2 separate regions of the Rattus norvegicus genome follow, and region 2 is linked to region 1. The links are chromatin contacts, called in public Hi-C maps. All regions are on one chromosome and are shown on one strand. Each heading gives the region's core, a stretch centred on a gene start, on an enhancer-like site or on the middle of the called end of the contact. The rest is flanking DNA. Distances are from core to core; before and after follow the strand shown.

Region 1 (6,511 bases), core at 2,124-4,623:
AGGATCCTTTAGATGATCAATTTGGCATAGGTGAAAGAGCCCTCAAGGCATTTAGAAGTTCCCGTCATCAGTTCTCACTTGGATGGCCAGTCTGTTGTGTTTTTATAAAGAAGAATAAGAAGCCAGGGATATGTTTGGTAGAGACAAGGTATGGTTTGGGGGAAGGGGGTGCCTCTGTGGGCCCATGCCGAGGCATCCCTTCCCCCTGAGGTACCAGCCATACGAACCAGTATAAGAATAGAGTTTATTCAGTGCATGGGAAGGGGAGTTGAAGGGGTAGGAAAGAGAGAGAGAGAGAGAGCTGTCATGAGCATGTGGAGGGGGCATGGAGAGAGAAAGGACAGAAGGAGAAGAGGGTAAGAGAACAAGCAGAGAAGTGAGGAGAGATTGAGGAGGGGGCAAGCAGCCCCTTTTATAGTGAGTCAGGCTCATCATGCCCACTGTTTGGTGTGCCAGCCTGCCAGTTGCTGAAACAATGGCAAACATTTTAGTAAGAGTTCATTGCCAAGGCGGCCAGACGTGAAAAGGAGACGCCCGGGGTCCCAAGAAGGTAAGGGGCATTTATGAAATAAGAAGGGTCTCAAGCTTGCAAGAGATGTTGCCACAAGGAAAATGACGTAGCCTGTAGGTGGGCCATCAGAGCTTTACCGAGGCTGTTCTGAAAACAGGGACATTAGTGGGCTCTAAGGATGGAGCTTCAGCCACCTGGCGCCAAAAGGTCACCAGTTGGACACTCGAGTAGGTCAATAGTCTCAACTGCTTTCTGCAACCTCCAATTCCTGAAACCCAACCTGGGCAACTGCTGTCATGGTGACCCTGTTGTCAGGTATCGGCTACAGTGAAACTCCTGGGAACGAGCTGCCAGCTTCCAGGGAGGGCTTAGGAGGAAACTTTGCCCTTTGGAGTTGTAGGTGTGGTTGGTTATGCTTTGCCACCTTTGAAGACACAGCAACTACCTATTCTAGGCTCTCCTTAGCAAGAGAATAGGGGTGTGTGTGTGTGTGTGTGTGTGTGTGTGTGTGTGTGTCGGGGGTGCAAATGGCTAATGGTATAAGTAAAGAAGATCCTTCCAAACTTAAAGTGTATATCACAGTGCCTATCCCATAATCAACAGGAAACGCCACGTGACTTCTGATTGTTCTTTTTGAGACAGGGTTGTCTTTGCCCAGGCTGGCCTCAGACTTGCTTCGTACCTGAGGATGGCCTTGAACCCCTAATCCTTTTGTTTCCATCGAGTGCTGGCACTAGACTTGCCCCACCCCATGACACCTGGCTTGTAACAAATGCTATAAGAAAGTTCAACAAATGTGAACCAAGAACCCTTGTGCACCCAGTAGCTAGTCCTGGCGAAGGGAGTGTGAGCTAAGTGTGCTGTGGGGGAGGGGTGGCAGAGGAGGACCATTCTGAGTGGACCTTTCATCTGGCGACCCTGGAGCAATTTCCTGCAGGTGAAGTTTTAAGCTTCCTTTCTGCTTTGGATTAAGTGGCTTAATCAGCTTTTGCCTTCCACCCTCTGCTAGGTGCCGGGAAAGTAAAAAGTCACTGGCAGAGATCTCAGGAAAGCTGAGCACTTGTCTGGGGGCCCCTCCAGGGAGGCCTGAGCAATCTGGGAATTTAGAAGGATGCGATTGGCAGCTGGTGCAGAAGCCTGAAGAGCCACTTGTGTGAACAGGAAATCCCTGGGGCTGTTTACTAAGTGGGACCTGTGGGGAGCCTCTTGGCCCGTGTCCCTGATGCCAGTCTCTCTCCTGGTTAGCTCTCTATGGGGTAGATCTCATTTCCTACTTGATGCTTTGGGTCTCTACCCCACCCCAGGTCTTCCTGGCTCTCAGTCACGGGTGTTGAGCTTTTTAAAGCATTTAGAGCATTGGCTGATTGAGAAACAAAATTTAAGGGGCTGGAGACGTGGCTCAGCAGTGAAGGGCACTAGGTGTTCTTGCAAAGGACCTCAGTTTGGTCCCCAACACCCATAGTCTGGCCACTCACAACTACCTGTAATTCTGGTGTGTGTGTGGGGGTGTGGATAATAGAAAGACTATGATGACACAACCTTTAGGGGGATATGGAGCATGTGCATGAGGAACTATGGCGACAAAGACATGTCACATTTGGTGGTGAGTCATTGAAGGCCTGAGAACCTTGTTCTGGAATGTTTCTAACACAGGGCATCTGATGCCCTCTCTAGGCCTCCTAGGGCACCTGCACTCATACAAAACACATACATTACACACACATACACACAACAACAACAACAACAAATGTCACAGTGAAGTCTTGTCCACTCCAGTGATTCCCCCTGATGATGTGGGAGAGGGGCTTGCCACAGTCCTGACCAGTTTGACTTCATGGATTCCTGAGAGTAGTCAGAGGATGGATAAACCAGCACCAAAGAGGGTAACCAGATAGCTTCAGTCTTCTTGGGAATTTAGTGCAAAATCCCAAGGCTAAGGAGACAGTCTGGTGCTAGAGTGTGACCCTTAACCCCCCAGTGAAGCCCTGGATAGAACTCCCAGAACTGCAACGCAAATGGAAAGCAGCAGCAACAACAACAACAACAACAACAGATCCAAAGACTGAGGCTGGAGTAGTAGCCCAGTTGGTAGAGTGCTTGCCTCATGTGCACAAAACCATGGGTTCAATCCCCAGCACCATATAAACTAGTCCCAGGATTGGGAGATCAGAAGTTCAAGGTCATTCTCTACTACGAGTCCAGTTCAAGGCCACCCTGTAATGCAAGAGGCCGGGTCTCAAAACAAAGAGGATTTTTAAAAAAGGTTCAAAACCTGACAGTCTCACATTCTTAGAACTTCCTGTCTCAGGCTGACAGACAACCTGGATGGCTGGTCACCTGGGAGACTTAGGACATCCATCCCAGAGGGCACAGTAGTCCCTGCATCTATCCTGTCTGAGGCAGTGGTACGAATCCCAGTTCCCTGCAGAAACAGTGGGATTGGAGTTAATCAGACCTGGCTGCTCCAGCCTACAGCAGACCTGCGTCCTGATGCCACCCAGCCAGTTGCTCTTTCCCAACTCTGCCCAGTCTGTGAGGGTCTTAGGATCATTGCTCGGAGGTAGAGGGGAAGTACTATCTAAAGATACAAGGCTCCGGTGTAAAGAGTCCCCATCCACACAGATTGGGAAGAAACGGGAGCTTGTTCGTAAAGGGTCAGCCTTACTGTGTCTTCTGGAAACTGGCTGAATGGGCCTGCCCCACAGCAGACAGCCCACAGCCTCTCCTAGTCCATCCCAGTCTGCTCCGTAGTCAGCATAACTCGCTTCAAAGCTCAGAACCAAAACTCTCCCTCAATGGCTCCACGCCCAGCCCCACAGTTCCCCTGAAGCAGTGTCCGCTGGGCACAAAGATTCATCAGTCCACAGTGAAATCTGACCTCCTGTGCCCAGTGACACACCCCGTCCCTTTACATTCCGCAGAGAGAGAATTCCGTACATATTCATCGAGTTTCTCTCAAGTGGCGCACAAAAGAGCTGCTGTGTGGCCTCCCGGTTGGCATTTTTGTTCTTGTTGGGGGGTGGGGGGATAAGAGCCAGGCTCCTGGACCAGCCTCAGGGCCCAGCAGCCAGCACCATGCCCGCTGGCTTTCCTTAGCAGGCTAGTTTCTTCTGTTACTTTGTATTCTCCGGGCTCCGGGAAAGCAGGGCGTCTTTGGGCTCATGGAAGATGGCGTTCAGCGTTGCACAGAGGGCATCTCAGTAGGGGCCTAAATCTGCCGGTCCCTCTGGATCCGGTCAGGAAGCAGAGGGAAGGGAATGATGGCTGGTGCTCTACATATCTTCTCTGTTTTATTCAGTCTGGGTCCCAGCCCGCGGAAGGTAACTACACACACTCAGGGTGGCTCTTTTCTCCTCAGGTAAACTCTGTAAACACCCTCACAGGCAGGCCCAGAGATTTGTCTCCATGGTGACTCTAAATCCCATCAAGTTGATGGCTTCCCTGAAGTGCCCTAGTCCTTTGTTTTCCAGCAGGTATCCAGACACAGGTCAGGAACTAGATTAAATTAAGGCCGAAGGCTCCTGGGTCAGCCAGGGCTGAAACCTTTTCCTCACTCCTCCCTTAAACAAAGCCCAGTCCGTGGTGTAGGGCTCCACTTCAGCCTGGTGCTTTGCCCATCGTCTAGTGGAAGGGAGGCAAGCAAATTAATTCTGATTTAAGCATTCCTCCTTTTGATCAACCTCTCAACGGTGCCCTTGTCAACGTAAACATGCATTTGCCCACGAGGTTCTTGCAGGCTAAAAATACCCTAGTTATTAAAGCTTATGTTGTTCTCCAGCACGAAAATATATAGGAAGTGTAGACGTTTTTGAACCCCGCTGTCTCAGTAACTGTCGGTTGCTACTTCGTCATTTTTTTTTTCTTTTCTTTTTTTCCGGAGCTGGGGACCGAACCCAGGGCCTTGCACTTGCTAGGCAAGCGCTCTACCACTGAGCCAAATCCCCAACCCCTTCGTCATTCTTTTGTTGCACTTAAGTCCTGGGAATTTAAGTTTATGGTTTCCCACATGCTAGCCACAGAACTATCTCCCTATCCCTTTTTGTATTCTTCTTAAAATTATCCTGTTTCATTTATTATTATATGGCATGCAAGTGCCGGAGCACACAAGTGGAAGTCAGAAGACAACTTTGTGGAGCTGGTTCTCTCTTTCCACCTTTGCGTGGGTGCTGGGGATCGAACTCAGGCTGTCAGACATGTGTGATAAGCACTCCGACCTGCTGAGCCGTCTTTCCAGCCGGTGTTGTTTGTTTGTTTGTTTGTTTTTGTTTTTTGGGGGTTTTTTGTTTTGTTTTGTTTTTCATTTTAAAGATAGGGCTTTCCTAAGTTTTCTTAACTAATGATCCTCCTTCCTCAGCCATGTTAGCAGTTAAGATTAAAGGAGGCCTCACCAGCCTGGGTTCATCCTTTCAGTTTGAAACATTGATTGAGCACCAACTGTTGGCAACAATCACTAGTCTATGGCTAGGAGAACAGAGAGAGATAAAATATTTGGTTAGTCATCTTGCTTTCCAGCAGGAAAGACAATGAATTTTATTCAGCCGTATCTCATAGATTGTCGGACGTAACCCCTTTGAGATGGGATCTCTATTCCCATCTTAAAAATATAGAAAGGGAAAAAAAATATAGAAAGGGGACTGGCAAGGTGGCTCAGTGAGTAAAGGCACTTAGGACAAGACTGATGGCCTGAGTTCAAGCCTCAACTCACGTGGGACAAGGAGAGAACTGGTTCAGGTGGATTGTCCTCTGGCTTCCACACACACAACATGACGTGTACACGTACACACACACACACACACACACACACACACACACACACACACACTAAATAAACAAACATAACAATTTAAAAATATATACAAAGAGGGGGGCTTAAGTAGGTTGGGACTTGCTCTACATAGCACAGCTGTTGATTGGCAGAACAGGGCCTCACGTGATTCTTCAGATCCTTGATTCAGTTAACATGAACCTGTGGAAGAATGACAGGCATCCCTCAAAGCAGGCCCAGGTGAAGGCACAAGCTGGGCATTGAATCACCTGATCCAGGTTAAGTAGTCACAAAGAGAAAAGGTTTTCATGTAGGGAGGAGGCTATGAAAGACCCAGTAGAGGGCACAAGCCTCTGGGAGGCGATGGATGGCTTGGGAGGCGAAGGCAGAGAAGCGAGTCGATCCTTTTCGTTTGGAGAGGCGCTGGTTTTTGATGGAGTGATCTAAATCACTGAGTGTGATCATTGCCTGTACTGGCCATTCTCAGGGTATTGCCATTTTAAACAAGCACGAGTTAATGTTTAACTCAAAGTATTAAATGCCTAAAGGTGTAATTCCAGACACCAGAAGGCGGCCAGTGAGGAAACTCTCTTTCTCTTGAACTTCTTAAAGCCTCGCATTCTTTTCATTGGTTGTGCCCTACATGCCTCCAACCAACCAGTTATGGACTAACCGGCTTCCTACATCCATCAGCTATGGGAACATAACCAAAGAAAATAAACAGAGGAAGAGCTGGGGGCATTAACTACTCCAGAAGAAATCCCAGGGCCCCAGGATAAATGGGGCAAAGACAAACATGTGGTTATTCAGGCTCAGATGACTTTTTATCAAACTGCCTAACTCCAGCCCGGAAGCAGGAAGCCAGCCGGACTCTTCCAGCCCCGGGGGATTAGGTCCCCACATTGCTAAAACCCAAACTGAATAATCCACAGCCGAAAGGGCCTTCAGTCCCAGTGATGCTAAATTTGGAGGCTGATTTCTGCTCAAGGATTTCGTGTAAAAGGCGCTGTGGATTTGGTTTTCTGGCTTTGGACACGAGGCCGGAACTCTGGGCCTTCCCACACTCCCAGTCAAGCTGACAGCGCAGTGGGGTTGGTTTCCTCTGGGAAGCCCCGCTGAAGGAGCTTTCATTTGTTTGCGTCGAGGGCCATCCTGGAAGTGCACTCCTGGCTGCCCGACTCTGATCACACTAGCTCTGGCCTAGCCTTTCCTTCAGAAGGGTAGAAGCCAGAGGG
Region 2 (6,021 bases), core at 983-3,482, 120 kb after region 1:
GTCAGTTGGCTGAGGAGGCTGCTGACAGAGTTTTTGGCTTTTCTGGCATTAAGTTCAGCTTCCTGAGCAGCCTGTGAAGCCTGCAGAGGAAGAGGATAAACAGCATGAACACTTCTGACTCCATGTTCTCCTCTTCTCTAAATATTTTCCTCCAGTGAGCCAGCAGGGCTATTTTCAGATGCATTCCCCTTTTCTAAGCGATGAATCAGAGTCTCTCTCTCTGCGGGGTTTTGGGGTGGTATCTTCAGGTGGAGGATGTTATTTCTACTGCAGAGAATGGTATATACTTTTTTTTTTTTTTGATTGTTTCGGGGGTTTTTGGTTTCTGGTTTTTTGAGACTTACTATGTAACCTAAGTTGGTCTCAAACACAAGGTCCTCCTGTCTCAGCCTTCCGAGTGCTGGGCCTATACCACCTGGGGACCCTTAATGATATAAGCAGTCAGAAAACCAATATGATCTCATTTTCTCTCTTTCCCCCACTCGAGACTACTTGGGGGTAAACACAGGATGAAATGTATTAAGTAGAAACAGGTTATTATTATTTTTTTTTTTTAAGTACAGGTTGAACATAGGAATTATTATTCTAGAATGTGAATACTCTTAGGGCCCTGATTATTAGAGATGTCTGATTCTTGTTTTCTCCAGAAAGCAAGACTTTTCTGAGAATTCCCTACACACACACACACACACACACACACACACACACACACACACACACACACTCTACAATGGATATTTTCAAAGTCAACCAAAGGTAAACATATTTGGGAAAGTTCCATGAAACCTGAACAAACACACAGCACATGAGTCACAGGAAGCGGCGGAGGAAAAGGAAACAGCTACGTAGCAGAAAGCAGATGCTCTCCCCAACAAACCCCAGCCAGGATATAAAGGAGTGGCTTTGCACTCCCGGCCAGTAATTATTTTTCCTAGTTTTGGGGTCAGAACAAAGCAAATATTTGGGGATCAAAACATTGTGGAAATTTTAAAAACAGAAATAAAAAAAATTAACTGTTCAAATTGCAGCTGTTCTTGGAACCCATACAGGCTTCCTATGAGTTCCTAGGACTGGGCCACAGGACTGTGCTGGGTTTAACCTGTGGTGTCTTCCAGAAAGAGCCACAACCCTTCTGGTTGAAGAAAATGTTACTCAGGCAATACTAGCTGAATGTTGGACTTTCAAAACTGATATAATTACAAAAGAGAGAGTATATAGGGGGATGGCTTGCTGCTCTCAAAAAGTTATGGACCAAAAATAACAAGAGAAACTTACTTTTCACTCTTTGAATTAAACCCATATCCCTTTTTGGAACTCAAATATGTATCCTTTATTGTTTTTTGTGCTTTAAACACAATGCTTCCATTGTAGTGACATCCACAGGGCTGGCAAGATGGCTGAATGGGCAAGAGAACTTGTCACGAAGTTTGACGACCTGAGTTCTAGTGCTAAAGTGCACGTGGTGGAAGGAGATCAAACTCTCCCAAGTCGTCCTGAGACCTCCACATGTGCCTTAGGGCACATGCATTCAAACCACAGGAAATAAATAAATGTAAATTAAAAAGAAGTCCAGAGATTCAGCGTATGAGAGAAGACTGATGTTTGCTTCATCGTAATTTTCATTTGAGTCTCACTTTGCATTGAAGAAAGAAAAAAATCACATAACAATTCGACACAAAGTTTAAAAACGGCTATTTAGCCAGTTGTGGTGGTGGTGCACACCTTTAATCCCAGTATTTGGGAAGCTGAGACAGGAGGATTTCTATGAGTTCAAGGCCATCATAGTGTACCTAGAGAGCTACAGGGTAAAACCATTCGGTCTCAATTAAACAAAAGCAAAAGAGAACAACAACAACAAATAAAAAACTCAGCTGTTTGTACAGAGCGGTGTACAAAGTTGTAATCACTTCCACAGCCCTTGCATTCCTCCTTTCTATCCCAAAGTAAACACAACCCACAGCTAGAGGCCCTATTTCATTCGGGGCTTTGGAAAACTGGCCTCTTCCTGACACTGCAAGGGGTAAGTCCCTGTGACTGCAACACCAAACAGGACAGGGATGTCAGAACTCCAGGAAGTTCTGAATGCAAACTACAGCACGAATGAACAGAGCTGCCCTCCTCCCTTGTACGGCAGCCTCACAGGTCCCCTCTTCCATGTGGTATGATACATGTCTGCTGGCACTGAAGGTGCACAGCGAAAGCAGGCGTGAGGCAGCGTGCTTCCCCGCAGTGCTACACAATGCCTCGCAAATGTCTTGTACAAGAGACTGGCCTCTGCCTCTAGTGAGCGAGCAGCTGGGAAAACTAAGAAAGAAACTGGCTTTTCATTGCAATCTCCTTTTTAAAAATTTACCCCATGTATGAATTATCCATTCAAACGACATTAAAAAACATGGCATTCACAATTGTGCTTTGTTTTCATTTGTTCTGTTTCAAGTGTTGGGAACTGCAGCTGTGGGAGAAGCTTTGGGACAGGACAACGTCAATACCTGGCAGAGGAGCCAAATTCTTTGTCCTCTATGTAAGCGTCTGACAGATTCTTGACCAGAAAATGCGATACAAACGGAAGCTCACATAGAAGAGGCGTGTGTGTGCTTGTGTGTGAGTGTGTGTATGTGTGTATATGTGTCTGTCTGTGTATGTCTGTGTATGTCTGTGTGTATGTCTGTGTTTATGTGTCTGTGTGTGTGTGTCCTGTCTGTGTGTGAGTGTGTGTGTGTATGTCTGTGTGTGTGCATGCGTGTGTGTGTCTGTCTGTCTGTGTGTATATATCTGTCTGTCTGTGTGTGTATGTCTGTGTGAGTGTATGTGTGTGTGTCTGTGTGTGTATATGTCTGTCTGTGTGTGTATGTCTGTGTGAGTGAGTGTATGTGTGTGTGTCTGTGTGTGTATATGTCTGTCTGTGTGTGTATGTCTGTGTGAGTGAGTGTATGTGTGTGTGTCTGTGTGTGTATATGTCTGTCTGTGTGTGTATATGTGTCTGTCTGTGTGTGTGCACGTGTGGGTCTGTGTGTGTGTATGTATCTCTCTGTGTGTGTATGTCTGTCTGTGTGTGTGTGTCTGTATGTCTGTCTGTATGTGTGTATGTCTGTATGTGAGTGTGTGTGTATGTGTGCATGTGTCTGTCTGTGTGTGTGTCTGTCTGTATATGTGTGTGTGTGTGTGTGTGTGTGGGTCTGTGTATATGTCTGTGTGTGTGTATGTCTATATGTGAGTGTGTGTGTATGTGTGCATGTGTCTATGTGTGTGTCTGTCTATATATGTGTGTGTATGTCTCTGTGTGTGTGTGTGTGTGTCTGTGTGTGTATGTCTGTATGTGAGTCTGTCTATATATGTGTGTGTCTGTGTGTGTATGTCTGTATGTGAGTCTGTCTATATATGTGTGTGTATGTTTCTGTGTGTGTGTGTGTGGGGGGGTCTGTGTGTGTGTCTGTGTGTGTATATGTCTGTATGTGAGTCTGTGTGTGTGTATATCTGTGTGTGTGTATAGCTGTGTGTGTATGTCTGTATGTGAGTCTGTCTATATATGTGTGTGTATGTTTCTGTGTGTGTGTGTGTGTGTGTGTGTGTGTGGGTCTGTGTGTGTGTCTGTGTGTGTATATGTCTGTATGTGAGTCTGTGTGTGTGTATATCTGTGTGTGTGTATAGCTGTGTGTGTATGTCTGTATGTGAGTGTATGTGAGTGTGTGTGTGTATATCTGTGTGTGTATGTCTGTATGTGAGTGTATGTGAGTGTGTGTGTATATCTGTGTGTGTGTATGTCTGTGAGTGTGTGTGTGTGTGTGCATGTGCACGTTCGTGTATGTGTGTATATGTGTGTGTGCTCGTGTGTGGGTTCCCGGAGAGCACCCCTCCACTGTGCCTCTTACCATTCCCGCCATCATCATGTCCTGGTCGGCATCATCTTGCTTCCTCTTCAGCTCATTCTCCGCTTCCTCTAGCTGCCTCAACATGCCATTCACCTCGTTATCCAGGTCTGTCACTTCCGAGAAGGTTCTCTCCGCATCCGCCTTGGTACTGGTGGCATTCTAGGCACAGAAGAAGCAACTGCTCACAGCACAAGCCAAAGGTCTCGGAGCAGCTTTCCCTGCTGGACAGCACATTCCTAGTCCCTTTCACAATCTGCAAAATGGCCCGGGTGGGGTCCAGGGAGAGCATCACAAAGACAGGCACTATCCCGACTCAATCTCATCACCTATTAGGTTCTCATTAAAAGAAAATCATTGTCAAATACTACAGCATTTGCTTTTCATCTGTGCTCTCTTTAATCTTTAGTATTTCCTGTCTGTTCTGACCATGTGTGGCTGAGGTCACACACAGAGAACAAGTACAAATGTAACCGTGAACCCTTCCACCGCACCATAGTGATCGTACTTTTTCAAGTGGATATATGTCAGGTTCAAAGGCTGGCGGCCGTTCTCGAGAGTTTAGCATCATGTTCCAAAAGGCCACATCCTGAAACATGTGCAACTTACGAAATAGAATCTATTTAAAACCAACCCTTTTCAAGAAATTAAACTTTTTTTTTGTGATTCTCAGACACTTAATTTTAAAACAAGCTCTAATCTTTCCTTAAAATAAGTAAGATGAATCTTTAAATAAAAAGAGGCGGCCTGAAGAAATGCCTCTTTAGAGTGGAGAGAGCCTCTGCAGTGTGGTCCACAGCGGCTCTATGAAGGGTCTGGAGAATGCTTATTTAGGGGAGGGCAGGAACTTTTGTGGGCGGGGTCTCTGACGTATTCTAAGACCCACCCTTTTCACAACTCAGATCCCACGTCAAGACTAGAAAGTCCTCTTCCTGATTCTCTTTCTTCAGTGTATTACATATTCTCATTAGTATTGCAAAGAAAAGAAACAGACGAGGGTGGTTCCAGAGCGTTCTGTGTGTGATGTGCGAGCAGGGGCTGGAGAAGACGGAAGCGCTCACCTTCTGCACGCCACTGGCAATCCTCTCCGCCTCGTGGGCTTTGTTCTTGGCCTCCGTGGCGTCAGCTGCTGCATTGCCCAGCGCCAGCTGTGCCTCCCTTGTCTTCTCATTGGCTTCAGCTATGGTCCGGTTGATGGCGGGAATTCTCCTTAGAGCTTCTTCAGCAGCTGTCTTGTTATCGTTCACTCGTCTATCAAAATCTAAAAGGAGTTCAAGACATGCATTTAAATTAAACTGCCGAGAAGGAAAACCTTCCACCAGGCTGCAATTGGATTTTGGTTTTTTGTAATAGATAAAAATCAGTATTCAAAAAAAAAAATGGCCACTGTGAGTGAAATCTCAGAAGAGGAGGAAAACAGACAGCCCCACGCAGGTTTTCCAGGTCTCGTGCCACACGAATGCACATCTGTTTCTGAGAAGAGTCCTACTTGAGAAGTCACTTCCAAGCAGAGCCCTGAGCATGTCACTGTCATAGCCAGTGTCTTTGGTGTCAACTGTGTGTCAGGTAGCATGACATTCTTCTTACAAATGAGAAAACCAGTTACTCAAGAAGCTAACGTGTGAAGCAGGAGGTAAACAGGCCCGCTGACACCAAAGCAGCCAGTTGTAGTGAGTGTGCCTGCCAATCTTCCTCATTTATTGAGCCTGGGATTATTCTTATCAGACAAGAATCAGCCCCTCAGTGGATCGGGCATGTTTCTTTAAAACAAAGAATTAGGTGTCAGAGTCAGCTCTCTGTATCACAGAGAGGCTATGGTGACATGCTAGTCTAATGGCGGGCCACCCTCCCACACATGGCTTTTGGTCTTCAGTAAAGAGCGAAGGAGTGAGAAGATGAGGCACCCTGATTTTTCTTTCAAATACATCAGCTCTGGGTTTGGTGAGAGATCAAAGTGGAGAGCCAGCAAAGAAAATACCTGAAGTCGATTTCAAGTCTACACACACATGTGCACATACCCACACATGTGCACATACACACACACACACACACACACACACACACACAGAGTGTAGAGGATGAAGTAGAGACTGCAAAAGATCATGGCTAACTACTGACTCTAAATAGTCTATGGGAATTACCACACTATTTTGTT

What was found. A called contact is a pair of places that touch in the nucleus more often than the background predicts.
Region 2: a contact with region 1 is called in a Hi-C map of Schwann cells, with 5 times the contacts expected there. The contact joins two enhancer-like sites. A contact is called at or near these places in 8 of 12 Hi-C or Micro-C datasets (the A7r5 cell line, the Rat2 cell line, Schwann cells and 4 more).

What each region holds. Positions count from the first base shown.
Region 1 is chr13:67,808,503-67,815,013 of GRCr8, forward strand. All of the region lies in intron 8 of Nmnat2 (nicotinamide nucleotide adenylyltransferase 2), which reads left to right. Among named protein-coding and RNA genes, the nearest start is that of Lamc2, 83 kb to the right of the region's middle. Within about 2 kb of position 3,374, at least 12 of the 93 cell types and tissues checked have an H3K27ac peak or open chromatin away from gene starts, as enhancers often do. A contact at or near this core is called in Schwann cells, where this site is marked.
Region 2 is chr13:67,929,684-67,935,704 of GRCr8, forward strand. It overlaps Lamc1 (laminin subunit gamma 1), which reads right to left. Exons shown (of 28, transcript NM_053966.3): 25 at 4,928-5,127; 26 at 3,870-4,028; 27 at 1-80. Among named protein-coding and RNA genes, the nearest start is that of Lamc2, 38 kb to the left of the region's middle. Within about 2 kb of position 2,233, at least 40 of the 93 cell types and tissues checked have an H3K27ac peak or open chromatin away from gene starts, as enhancers often do. A contact at or near this core is called in Schwann cells, where this site is marked.